4 separate regions of the Mus musculus genome follow, and regions 1, 3 and 4 are each linked to region 2. The links are chromatin contacts, called in public HiChIP or PLAC-seq maps. All regions are on one chromosome and are shown on one strand. Each heading gives the region's core, a stretch centred on a gene start, on an enhancer-like site or on the middle of the called end of the contact. The rest is flanking DNA. Distances are from core to core; before and after follow the strand shown. Region 1 has its middle 34 kb from the start of Lpl. Region 2 has its middle 150 kb from the start of Psd3. Region 3 holds the start of Ints10 (integrator complex subunit 10). Region 4 has its middle 25 kb from the start of Gm33103.

Region 1 (2,700 bases), core at 193-2,692, 790 kb before region 2:
GGAACTCTGGTGGGATGTGGGTTCTCTCCCACTCCCCTCTTTCCCACACACCCACAGCCCCACATATGCCCAGGTGTTGAACTTGATAGATAAACTGTGCCATTCATGCTAATCCTTCTCACAGAAAGTACCATCTAACAGGAATGATTCTGCTGTCATGAATGTGATAGAAGATTCCATCTAAACTCTCACATATTTTCATCATGGGCAGAGGCACCCAATGTATGTTCTATGTGGTGTTACAATGCACCCCTGGACTTGCAGTCATTTTTGAGATAATTGGTTCCACAACTCAGATAAAATGTTCTATATGTCTGAAGGAATATTCATAATTAGTGTGCTAGGCATCCTGAAGACATCTAAGAGCTTTTATTTGGATATCAAAGTGCTAAGTGTACAGTGTCATGTACACTCTGATTCGGCCTGTAGGATCTCTATCCTCAGTATTTGACACTGCCTTTCATGATGTTGGCATGCATAGAGGTTGAAAAAATATGTTAAAGATATTACACTATTAAAACAACACAACATAAACACCTTTCTTCTCCTCCTCCTCGTCCTCCTTCCCTCCTCCTCGTCCTCCTCCTCCTCCTTCTTCTTCTTCCTTCTCTCTCTCTCGCTCTTTCTCTCTCTCCTCTCTCTTTCCCTCTCTCCATTTTTAAAATTTCTCCTCTCATTTATTACGTCCTGACCACAGTTTCCTCTCCCTCCCTTCCCTCCAGCCTCTTCAGCCTCTTCCCCCTCCCCCAGGTTATCTCCCTTCCCCTCTCCTCCAGATCCACTCCCTTTCCTCCACTCTCCCCTCAGAAGAAAGCAGGTCTCCCAGGAACATCAACCAAACACGTCATAACAAGCTACAGTAGGACCAGGCACACATCATCACATCAAGGCTGGACAAGGCAACCCAGCAGGAGGAAAAGGGTCCCACAAGTAGGGAAAAGACTCTGGGAGAGCCCCGGCTTACACTGTAAGGATTTCAACAAGAACATTAAGCTACTCAGCCTAACATATATGTAGAGGATCTAGGTCAGACCCCTCCAGGTTCCCTGATCTTTCCAGTTCTCATGAGTTTTGGTCAGTTGATTGTGTGGTTGTATTCTTGTGGTGTGTCCCTGACCCTTCTGGCTCCTCCAATCCTTCCTCCCCCTCCTCCACAGGACTCCTCTGACTTCTGCCAAATGTTTGGCTGAGATTCTCTGCATCTGTTCCCATCAGTTTCTGGATGAAGTCTCTTTGGTCTCTTTGATGACCATTTTGCTAGTCTCCGGTTCCAGCAAGCTCTGCAGGCAAGACAAATTGTAGGTGGAAGGTTTTGTGGCTGGGTTGGTGTCCCAATCCCTTCTTTCTGACTTCTGCTTTCCATAGTTTTATCTTTTTAACCCCAGTTCAACTCACCCACCTTTTTAAAATAGACTTTCTGAGGGGAGGCACAATATCTCAGTTCCTATTTTTTCCTTCCTTTTAAGCACACATAGGAGAAAATGCTTCCTAATGCTAATAATAGTCATGGCTGTTGCCTTCTTGAGAAATTCATTCAATGAATTAACCAATGTATTTTAAGAACATCTTCTATGTCTTGTTTCCAGAAAGAATTGAGTACACAGGTCAGTTTCAGTTGCTCCCACCATGTGTAGAACATAGTGAAATGAAAAAATTATTTTTGTGTATTAAACAAGAGTTCAAAAAGTACTCATGATGATAGTCATTATTCTTTTATTTATCAGTTCATTGAACAGATAGTAGTGAAAATGTAAATACATTTATTTTATATTCTTTGAGACTCTAAAATGCTTTACGTGTGTGTGTTTGTGTACATGCACATGTGTACACCACAGGACACTTGTGGAGGTCAGAGGACAACATATAGGAGTCAGTTGTCTCCTGCTACCATGAGGGTCTTAGGATGGAGCTCAGTTTGACTGGATTGGCAGCAAGTGCCTTTACTCTGTGAGCCATCTTGCTGGTTCAAGTGTTCTCTCTCCCTCGAGGCTCATCTGAGAAGGTCAGACAGGCAAACATCCATCTCTTGAAACACAACGGTGGCAACAACATCAGGATGAAATAGCAGCACAGTTTTATCCTAGTTTTCTGGGAACCTTTAACATTTTTAAGTCTTTCATTAGTAATTTACATGAGGCCTTAGGCCAATAATTTGGTATAGTTTCAGCATGTGCAGCATTTTTTGTATGAATTAACTAAAGACACCACTCTGAGCAGATGAGTTGCCAAAAGGCATTTTCTTCTGAGCATATGAAACACATGAAGATCTGTGCTAGGCCAGCTTTCCTGGATACATCCCTGTGACTGTGCAAAGCTGCAAGAGGTACCATGACCCTAATATCTTACAGCTGCCTGAAATGAAGGTACTTGGTAAATATCTGTCAAATTGAATTGATCCTCTCTTTACTTCCTTCATCCCTCAAGATGTCAGTATCACTCATCACAGATCACTACCAATGGGTTGCCCGTGTCCAGAAGTGTCAAGGATTATTGACTGATCCTTCATTTAAGCCAGTGGATCTTATAAATGCTAGTTATAGATGAAGTGGCCTAGTGGATAAAGATCTTGTCATGCAGCTGTGAGCAGCAGGGTTTCAATTCTCTAGCACTCATATAAAAGCCAGCCAGGTTTGGTGAAAGCAAGAGTCCCTTCCTCAATAAATAGAAAACTATTGGAGAAGTCACCTGATGTCAACTTTG
Region 2 (2,700 bases), core at 75-2,574:
AAGTTCAATGAGGTTCAAAGTGAATCACACTTAATAGATGTTTACTCTGAAACTCAAACTTATGTCTCCTAACCCCAAATTCACTGCTGACTCTCACCAGTAATTCCTCTAGTTTTAGAGTCTTTCCTGTCTTTTCAGACAGAAAGCATAAAAATATGTAAATGGCTACCTAATATAGGCAAAAACAATACACATGTGCTCATTTGTGTATTAGGATGTATATATCGACATATATTATATTTTAATTATTTTGCTACATGAACAAATTTCTTCAAAGCTTCAAATGTATAGGTACATTCCAAGAGGAGCAGCTAATAGTTACTGAGAATTGGTTGTGCACCTCGTACTATTTATTTAATCCCTACATCAATAGCAAACTTGTAAACTAGGAATGATTAGCTAGTCTTAGAGACAATTAAAAGTTTTCTTTAAGTGGAAGGAAGAGTTGGAGAAACGTTTGCCACCAAAGTTTTATCTTTTCAATCAAAATGCTATTTATATACAATAATAACCATGATTTCTCTGTTTCTTACCCCCTACTTCTTACCCAGGACCAACACTCCTTTAGTAGACGCCCCCCACTCCGATATTTAATGAATTCTTGTGAAGGTTTCCTACATAGGCTTTCCAAGCCAGCCCTCCCTTCAGCTCCTGACCATCATCTCTTTCTCTGCATTTCCCATATTCCAGCTCATACAACTTAGAATAGACATATTTGTCACTGCTACAATAAGTTCACAAATTAAAAGGGCCACTGATAGCGCTATCTGGGTTCCCCCAAAAGCCTCTTTAGGATCCAAATGCACAGGGCTGGGGGTGGGGAATACACAGACTCTAATGGCCTCTCAGAAGTCCCTCCTCTCAGTCATTTCAGCAACGTTTGAATTTGGGGGGGCAATACATCAAACTATAATATTTAATACTTTGGCCTGGGCCACGAGACCTACCAGCATGGGTCCCCTGAAGCTACTGTAGCCCTTAAAGCAAAGCTTCATGAAGAGTCCCAATTGTTCAAAACTGTCTCACTTATACAGGCAAAGGAGACTGAAAGTCCATCTCAATGTTTGCTGAAAGTTTCATTTATAAACCACATACCGTCTTTCAGATCATACTCCAAATCACAGGAATAGTCAAAATAACTTAGGATTAATCAATAGAAGGAACAGTTAAAGGTAAATAAGTGATTCCATTTGGACATAGGTGTGGAAGTCTGTCTTGATTCACTCACACACACACACACACACACACACACACACACACACACACATCTGTCACTTGTATGCTGTTCTCCACCAATGTTTGCTTTTGTGACTCTGAGCAGAGTCCAGTTCTCCAGCAAACACAATTCTCTGGCCCTCAGCCCATTGAAGAGTCCCCCTGGGTGCTAAAGGTGTGTTGTTTCCTTCCACAGACTGATGGTAAAGCCATGGGGCTGAGTCATGTCTGCCTGCAGCTGCTGAGACACTGAGGTCTGAAACCCTGGCGAGGACTGGCTCTGCTCCCTTGGAGGAAATGGCCGAGCAGCCTCAGCCACAGCAGATGAAAACTTCCTTCCTTTTCATCCAGCTGCAGCCCCCACCAACCCAAGCTACCCAAACTCTCCCCGCCCCTTCTCCAGCAACCGCAGTCGCAACAGCAGCCCCAGGGGGCCTGGAGGAGGGACACATTTTCCCAAGTCCCAGAGCAAGCTTCTTCTCTGCTCCCTGGAACTTCAGATGTACGCAGGGCTTAGCTCCATCGCCTTCGAGTCTCCTGCCCGGGGAAGGCCCTGGAACACTGAGACCAGCTGCTTTCGATTGCTACTCACTGAAGGAAAAGAAGGAAGAAACAGAGAAATCTCAGAATCTGCATGTAAAGAGGAGTGGGGTTTGTGGATCCCCACATAGTAGGCGTTGCCTGGTCCCTGCTTCTAGGAAACTTGGCCTACCACAACAACTGCCATGTAGGCTTGCTAGCCCAGCTCCTACACTGAATGATAGAAACAGCAGTCCTTCCATAGGCTGGAAGCACCGGCCAGTCATTTCTGCCCACGGGGACCTGTGGGATATGGACCCAGAAGCCAGGAATGCCATCGAATTCTCAGTTCCACAAAGCACCCTGTCCTATGCAGCTGACAGGGGCAAAAGGGCACTCCAGAGGAGAGGGACTGTAAACCAAGAGGTACTCCCAAAGAACTGTGAAGAAGACATAGGTACCACAGTGCTGGCAACAAGGGCACAGCTCTTCAGATATTGCCCCACCATTCAGATCAGCCAGAGTTGCCTGGCCCCACCTGCTGCTGTGCCTCTCAAGGTAAGAACCTGGGATTCTCTAGATTTTGGAGACAGGGCACAGAATGGAAATTCTGACTCTGTGCCACTCTTGTAGGTCACCTGTACCTCAGGAACGGAGGTGCCTATCCGCTACAGTACTCTTTTGGCTCTTCCCAGCCATTGATAGCATCCTGTGCTAAAGCAGACAATGGATATCAGTTTCTCAAGATTTTTGCCTAGGAAGGTTGAGTAAGGGAGGGCATACTTTATAAGACAGGAGCAGAAGGAACTACAAGGAGGTTCACAGACAGGGGATGGTGGTGGGGAGAGGAGCCAGCCATTATACTAGCTGTTTTCTCACGTCTGCTAATTCTCATAGCCATTCTCAGAAATTGGGGTTGGAATTTCTAGTTTCAGATATGAGAATTAAGGTGTGGCTAAGCTGAAA
Region 3 (2,700 bases), core at 91-2,590, 670 kb before region 2:
AACAGATATTTAGGCTATCCTTTTTAAAGAGTAATTTGATAGATGATGAATTGTACATATCCCTTAGCTACAAAACATCAAAATATGGGTGCAGAATTACTCACTGACATTCCAAACATAAATAAATTGGAAATTAACCATGCACCCAGAAAATGATACATGGCCATTAAGAACATCAGTTGTCTCTATAGACTAGACCCAGAGGGTCCACAACAGCGGGTTATGAAAGTACACTTCAGGGTAGAATGGCCTCGCTTTTATCAGCTACCCAGTGTATGTATGTATACATATGGAGACACACAAAACTTAGCTCTGGGTTAGAAGGGATTTCACATTTCATTCTATCAATTGCTGTCTGAATGTTTGTAATGAGCCTATGATAAATCACTGGCTACAAATTTGGGGATTAAAATACAAGAATTAAAAAGTCGTCTCTGTAGAACGCCTGTTGGCAATTAAGGCCTGAATTCTGGGTACCAGGGAAGAGGATGATCTTGCAGAGCCCCGACTGCTACTATCAATTGTTCATATCTGAAGAGGACCCCTTCAGATATCAACAATAGCTCCCAGAACGATCCCAGTTAACTCACATGTCATACAGCAACCTCCCTGCGGTGGCAGTCCTCTCGGCATTCCGTTCGATGGTGTACATTTCATACTGAAACAAGGCAGACAGGGTCAACGGCTTCCACGGTGGTAGCTGGTCCAGCTCCAGCCCACCTGCAGCACTGCTCAGAGGTGGGCCTTCACCCAGAACACCCACGAAGGGAAATGAGAGCCTGGTGGCCCAGAATTCACCCCATCTGCAGGGCTTCTAGGATCAAGTGGAGTAGAAACGTCCCCAAAGAAGCAGCAACTGAACAGATGGCTGCTACCATGATCAATGAATGAATGCCCTGGGCCCTAGTGGCAAAGATGCACTGTACAGGATCAACCAGACCCGGATTTACTGTATGGTTTCCGCCTTTGCAGGTGCTGGGGAAAAGGTTGGTCAACTGTCCTGTGGAGCAGGGTAGGAGCAACGTGGGGAGGGGGACAGCGGCCGCGCAAAGCGCCCAGGGCCACTGGGCTCGGCCAAACGCTCTCTTCCGCGCGTGCGGACGCGCCGGGTCTGACTCACCTGGATGTTGAAGTCGGCCGGGTAGAGGCTGCGGGCCGTGATCAGCCATGCCTTGGCTGCCCACAGGTCCTGGGGCACTAGTTCCCGGGCTCGCTGCACCAGAAACTCACAGTCGCCCTGGGCCGACATGGTCCCGGGTTTTTGCCCTTCCAGTAGGCGACACTAGGGCGCCGCCAACCCCCAGGTGGCCACTGCGCATGCCCAGAGACCAGCCAACCACAGGCCGCAGAGGTTCTGTAGAGTCCTATGGAAACTACGGAGACCTGGATTTTCATTACTCGGATTGCCATCCGTCGATGGTAGCGCGCCGCTGACCGCCTGGGAGTAAGCGTCAGAGTCGGCAACCCTGTGCTCCAGGTTCTTGCGTTCTCCTTTGATTCCAGCCCGGGTTTGAAGGTCCGCGACACGCTCAGACACGGAGCGGCGGTCCTTCGGTGTAAATAAACCTGGTGCCCAGGGTTAAGGTGTAGTTTCGAAGTGTCGCGGAGGGCTGGGCCTGGACTGTGCAAGACGACCCCACCCTCGCATGCGGAAAGACCCTGGATCGCCTGTTGCTTTTGAGCTTTGCCAACATCTTTGCCCCTGCCCCAGGCATTATTTCGCCTGAATCTTATTCTTTTTCTCCTATACGGAAAAATTAGCATTTAGAAGATGCTCGGCTGGATGTCCGAACCACCTGCTCTGCAAGAGTTAAAAAAAAAAACAAAAACAAAAACAAAAAAAAACAAAAAAACAAAAAAAAAACAAAAAAACTTTGATCATTTGAACAATGGAAAATAGCTGCAGTATAAATCGGTACCGAAATCCTGGCTTTGGTTTTGCATTTGAACAACCACAATAACAAAACAGTCCCCCTGTTCTGTTGACAAGGCAATATTCATTTATTGAATTGGAAGTGTCCGGAAAGTGAATTGCTAGCTTTGGTTTTCCGTCTAAGTGCATGTATATATATATATTTCTTATAGGTGTTTGTATATAGTTCCTATCAACTGTAGCCATCATTTGCCACTTAAAACCAGGACATCGAAGAATTCAGAGCTGGTTTTCTTTTCTTTTTTCCTTTGAGACATTCGGTCATGGCCCAAGCTGACCTTAAACTTGGCAAGTATACGAGGATGATCTTAAACTCCTGATTCCTGACTTCCATCTCCAAAGTGCTGGAATTAAGGACATGTGCCTGTTCTGATTAATTTTTTTTTCTTTAACAAAGAAATTAGGAATTTACTTATTTAAGTAAAAAATACAGATATTAAAAATAAATATGAATATAAACATTACAATAGTGAATTGCAGTTCTTGGATGAAGCTTTGTTTATGTCAAAGATTATTTGTGAAGAGAAGGGACATAGGCTACGAAACAAAACTATTTGGGGCAATAAACATCTACATCATCTCTGATATCTGACCTAACTGTCTTCTTCCAGATAAGCTTTTTAGGAGGGATCTTTAAGCCTGGAAGACTTGAAGCTCCAGTAACCTTCAAGTTAAGAATGAAATAATACCTGGTCTTTATGGAAGAGGTTTCCCAACCTTTCTCTAGCCCAGCTACCCGATGTCTATGCTGGCAAATGCATTGATCT
Region 4 (2,700 bases), core at 192-2,691, 910 kb before region 2:
CCTAGTTTCTGCATGAGGCTCTCTCCCTCTTCCTTAGGCTCCAAAACCCACAAGTGGTACAAGGACACTTAGAAGGGTGTGGTGGGCAGGGTTAGAGAGCTGAGATCATTGTCTTGTCTCCCGAGCTAAGATTTCCTCACCCACCCAGCTTCCCAGCTTCCCAAGTGTTTTTTGGGAAAATACTCTTTTCTCCTTTGCTTCTCTCCTCTTCAATTTTTTTTTAAATAATTGGAGTGTAACACATCCAACATGTGTAAGTTTTGAGTGAGTACTGATAAATTTGTTTTATATATATATATATATACTTTTCTGATAAAGAAAGCATACACTTGTAAGCCTTCAAAGACAACAGTCTCCTCACACTTCTTCCCGGTGACTCACCCACTCCTACAAACCTCTGCGTTCTGTCCCCATTAATTAATTGTGTTGACTTTCAAAGAAATATTGACTTTCATCCATTTCTCAACTAAGATTCCTTTTCAGTTAGAACTTCATGATATGTGGTACTCTTAAAGGGCCTCTCACTTCATCCTGCTGGATTTGGCATGATGGTACCATTGTGCAGATGAAAAACTGAGTCAGATGTAAAATGATCAGCTTGATTTCAGATAGTCACTTCTCGTACAACAAATAGCAGAGCCTTATTGAACTCAGACCAACTTGGCTCCCAAGTCTGAGCACCTTCTCTTTTAAGCCAGTTATCCTTGTTAATGCTGTCTGCTTTTGAGTAATGTTTGGTAGACATTGGTAGATTGTTTCTGGCACATTCCTTTAGGAGATAACCAAGATATATACAATGGACAGAAGCCTAGAGTCCAGACTTAATCTGGATGGTGTCTGCCATGGAAAAGCCTTTATGTGTCTTAGTAACAAACTTACTCTGGCTGTCCCGTGTTGCTGCAAGGAGCAGAGGAGGGAGTGTATGACTGGGCAAAACCAGAACAAAGGATTAGTCTCCTCTAAAGGATCTGATGGTCAAGTCTTTCATAATTCTCCAGCTGTAGAGAAGAAAGGAGACTCGGATAGGGAGAAGCTTGGAATCCTCGGGAGGGGAGGGTGTTGTCAGCAAGCAGTGGGAGAGGTAGGGAAAGGAATGTGCGAGAGGAACAAAGGTTGGCGGGGTGGGTAGATAAAGGCTCTTGAGCAATCTCCAGGAGTTGTCCTCAGAAGAATAGATGAAAAGGCAAGGGGGTGGGGAGGCTGGAGGTGCAGCTCAGCGCTGGAGTTCATCCATGTGCTAGAGAGGAAAAACTGGAAAAGCTGTCTGGGCAGGAGGTGTGGAGATGGCTAGTCTCTGTCCCCAGTAGTTAATCTTCCCTGGTTATTTGATGGGATGCTTAGGGAGAGGTTTTTAAGACAATTGCACTTCTCCCTTTGGTCAGATAAGTGAGTTCCAGAGTGAGCCTGTTCCTGTGCTCAGGAGAGAAAGCAGACAAGGTCAGAGGAACCTGCATTCTGAGCAACTTCTCAGGCCTGATAGTGGATCAAAGCACCATCCCAGGGTATCTTTGCCTGAGCCTCAACAACATGGAAATTTACAGGTGTGATTATATGTCTTCAGATTCTGGGGTTGGGTTGGGGGCGGGGGAGAGAAGGAGACAGATTGTATCTAAGAAATGGAATCTTTAAGGGAAGGGAACCTGTCCCAGCCAATGTGCGAGTGTGAAGTGTGGCCAGAGAAGGGTCAGAAGGATTCTGAAGGTGGAAGGGGCTGTGAGAACATGGGGGTCTCAGATAGCTGGGAAAAGCGCAGACACAGATTCTTCAGAACTCTGATCCTGCAGAAGAGTGCCTCCTGCCATCTCGTGGATTTTAGCCCAGCGACATTTATTTTGGATTTCTATTCTACAGAACAGTAAGAGTTTTGAAAAAGATGTATTGTTTTAAGCCACTGAGTTTGTAGGATTTGTTCTAGTAGCAATAGAAAAATAAATACAGACATATACACACATGCATGTATGTAAAGAGGATGAAAGCTTAAGAAAAATCAGAGAATTATATACTTTTATTTTTTGTTTTTAATTAATTAATTAATTAATTAATTAATTAATTAATTTTGGCATTTCCTTTTTATTTAAAATAGATTATCTTCTCACATAATGTGTCCTGATAAAAGTTTTCTCTCCTCCTCCTCCTCCTCTTCTTCTTCCTCCTCCTCTCCTCCTCTTCTTCCTCTTCTTCCTCCTCCTCAGCCCTTCCCACTTCCTTTCCCAGCTGGATCTATTCCATTTCTGTTGTTTATTAGAAAACAAAGGGACCTTTAAGGGATAGTAAAAAAATATAATAAGATAAAACCAAAGCTAACATTGGAATAGGACAAAACACAAAACAGAAGAAAAGAGCTCTTCACACACACAAAAAAAATTAAAAGCATAAGAAATAGATCCACTTGTTATTTGCATACTCAGAATCTCATAAAACCAGTAAACTGGCCAGATGTGGTGGCACACACTTTTAATCCCAGCACACAGGAGGCAGAGTAAAGCAGATCTCTGAGTTTGAAGCCAGCTAATCTATATGAGCTGCAGGACAGCCAGGGCTACACAGAAACACTGCCTCAAAAACCAAAAACAATAAGAAAAAAAAAACAAAAACAATAAACTGGAAACCTAGTATATATGCGAAGGACCTGGGTTGGGGAGACAAAATAAAATAAAAATAAAAAACAAGATAAAATTAAAAAAAAAAAAAGAAGAAGAA

What was found. HiChIP or PLAC-seq counts read pairs in DNA pulled down with a chosen protein or histone mark.
Region 1: an H3K4me3 HiChIP or PLAC-seq map of bone marrow-derived macrophages shows a contact between it and region 2, with 6 times the contacts expected there. The contact joins two enhancer-like sites. A contact is called at or near these places in 2 of 115 datasets of contacts at active chromatin or transcription factors (bone marrow-derived macrophages and embryonic stem cells).
Region 3: an HNF4G HiChIP or PLAC-seq map of pancreatic cancer cells shows a contact between it and region 2. The contact joins the promoter of Ints10 here to the enhancer-like site in region 2. A contact is called at or near these places in 3 of 39 promoter capture datasets (the C10 cell line, cranial neural crest and hippocampal neurons) and 7 of 115 datasets of contacts at active chromatin or transcription factors (astrocytes, bone marrow-derived macrophages, embryonic forebrain and 3 more).
Region 4: a FOXA1 HiChIP or PLAC-seq map of pancreatic cancer cells shows a contact between it and region 2. The contact joins two enhancer-like sites. A contact is called at or near these places in 7 of 484 Hi-C or Micro-C datasets (the Ba/F3 cell line, the C10 cell line, the HPC-7 cell line and 3 more), 4 of 115 datasets of contacts at active chromatin or transcription factors (bone marrow-derived macrophages, extraembryonic endoderm stem cells, pancreatic cancer cells and 1 more) and 1 of 9 other capture datasets (embryonic stem cells).

What each region holds. Positions count from the first base shown.
Region 1 is chr8:68,913,438-68,916,137 of GRCm38.p6, reverse strand. No RefSeq gene overlaps it. Among named protein-coding and RNA genes, the nearest start is that of Lpl, 34 kb to the right of the region's middle. Within about 2 kb of position 1,442, at least 21 of the 459 cell types and tissues checked have an H3K27ac peak or open chromatin away from gene starts, as enhancers often do. A contact at or near this core is called in bone marrow-derived macrophages, where this site is marked.
Region 2 is chr8:68,120,340-68,123,039 of GRCm38.p6, reverse strand. It overlaps a transcript of Psd3 not described here. Among named protein-coding and RNA genes, the nearest start is that of Psd3, 150 kb to the right of the region's middle. Within about 2 kb of position 1,324, at least 128 of the 459 cell types and tissues checked have an H3K27ac peak or open chromatin away from gene starts, as enhancers often do. A contact at or near this core is called in bone marrow-derived macrophages and pancreatic cancer cells, where this site is marked.
Region 3 is chr8:68,792,569-68,795,268 of GRCm38.p6, reverse strand. It overlaps Ints10 (integrator complex subunit 10), which reads right to left and starts at 1,340. Exons shown (of 17, transcript NM_027590.4): 1 at 1,121-1,340; 2 at 591-658. The coding sequence starts at 1,249.
Region 4 is chr8:69,026,347-69,029,046 of GRCm38.p6, reverse strand. No RefSeq gene overlaps it. Among named protein-coding and RNA genes, the nearest start is that of Gm33103, 25 kb to the right of the region's middle. Within about 2 kb of position 1,441, at least 43 of the 459 cell types and tissues checked have an H3K27ac peak or open chromatin away from gene starts, as enhancers often do. A contact at or near this core is called in pancreatic cancer cells, where this site is marked.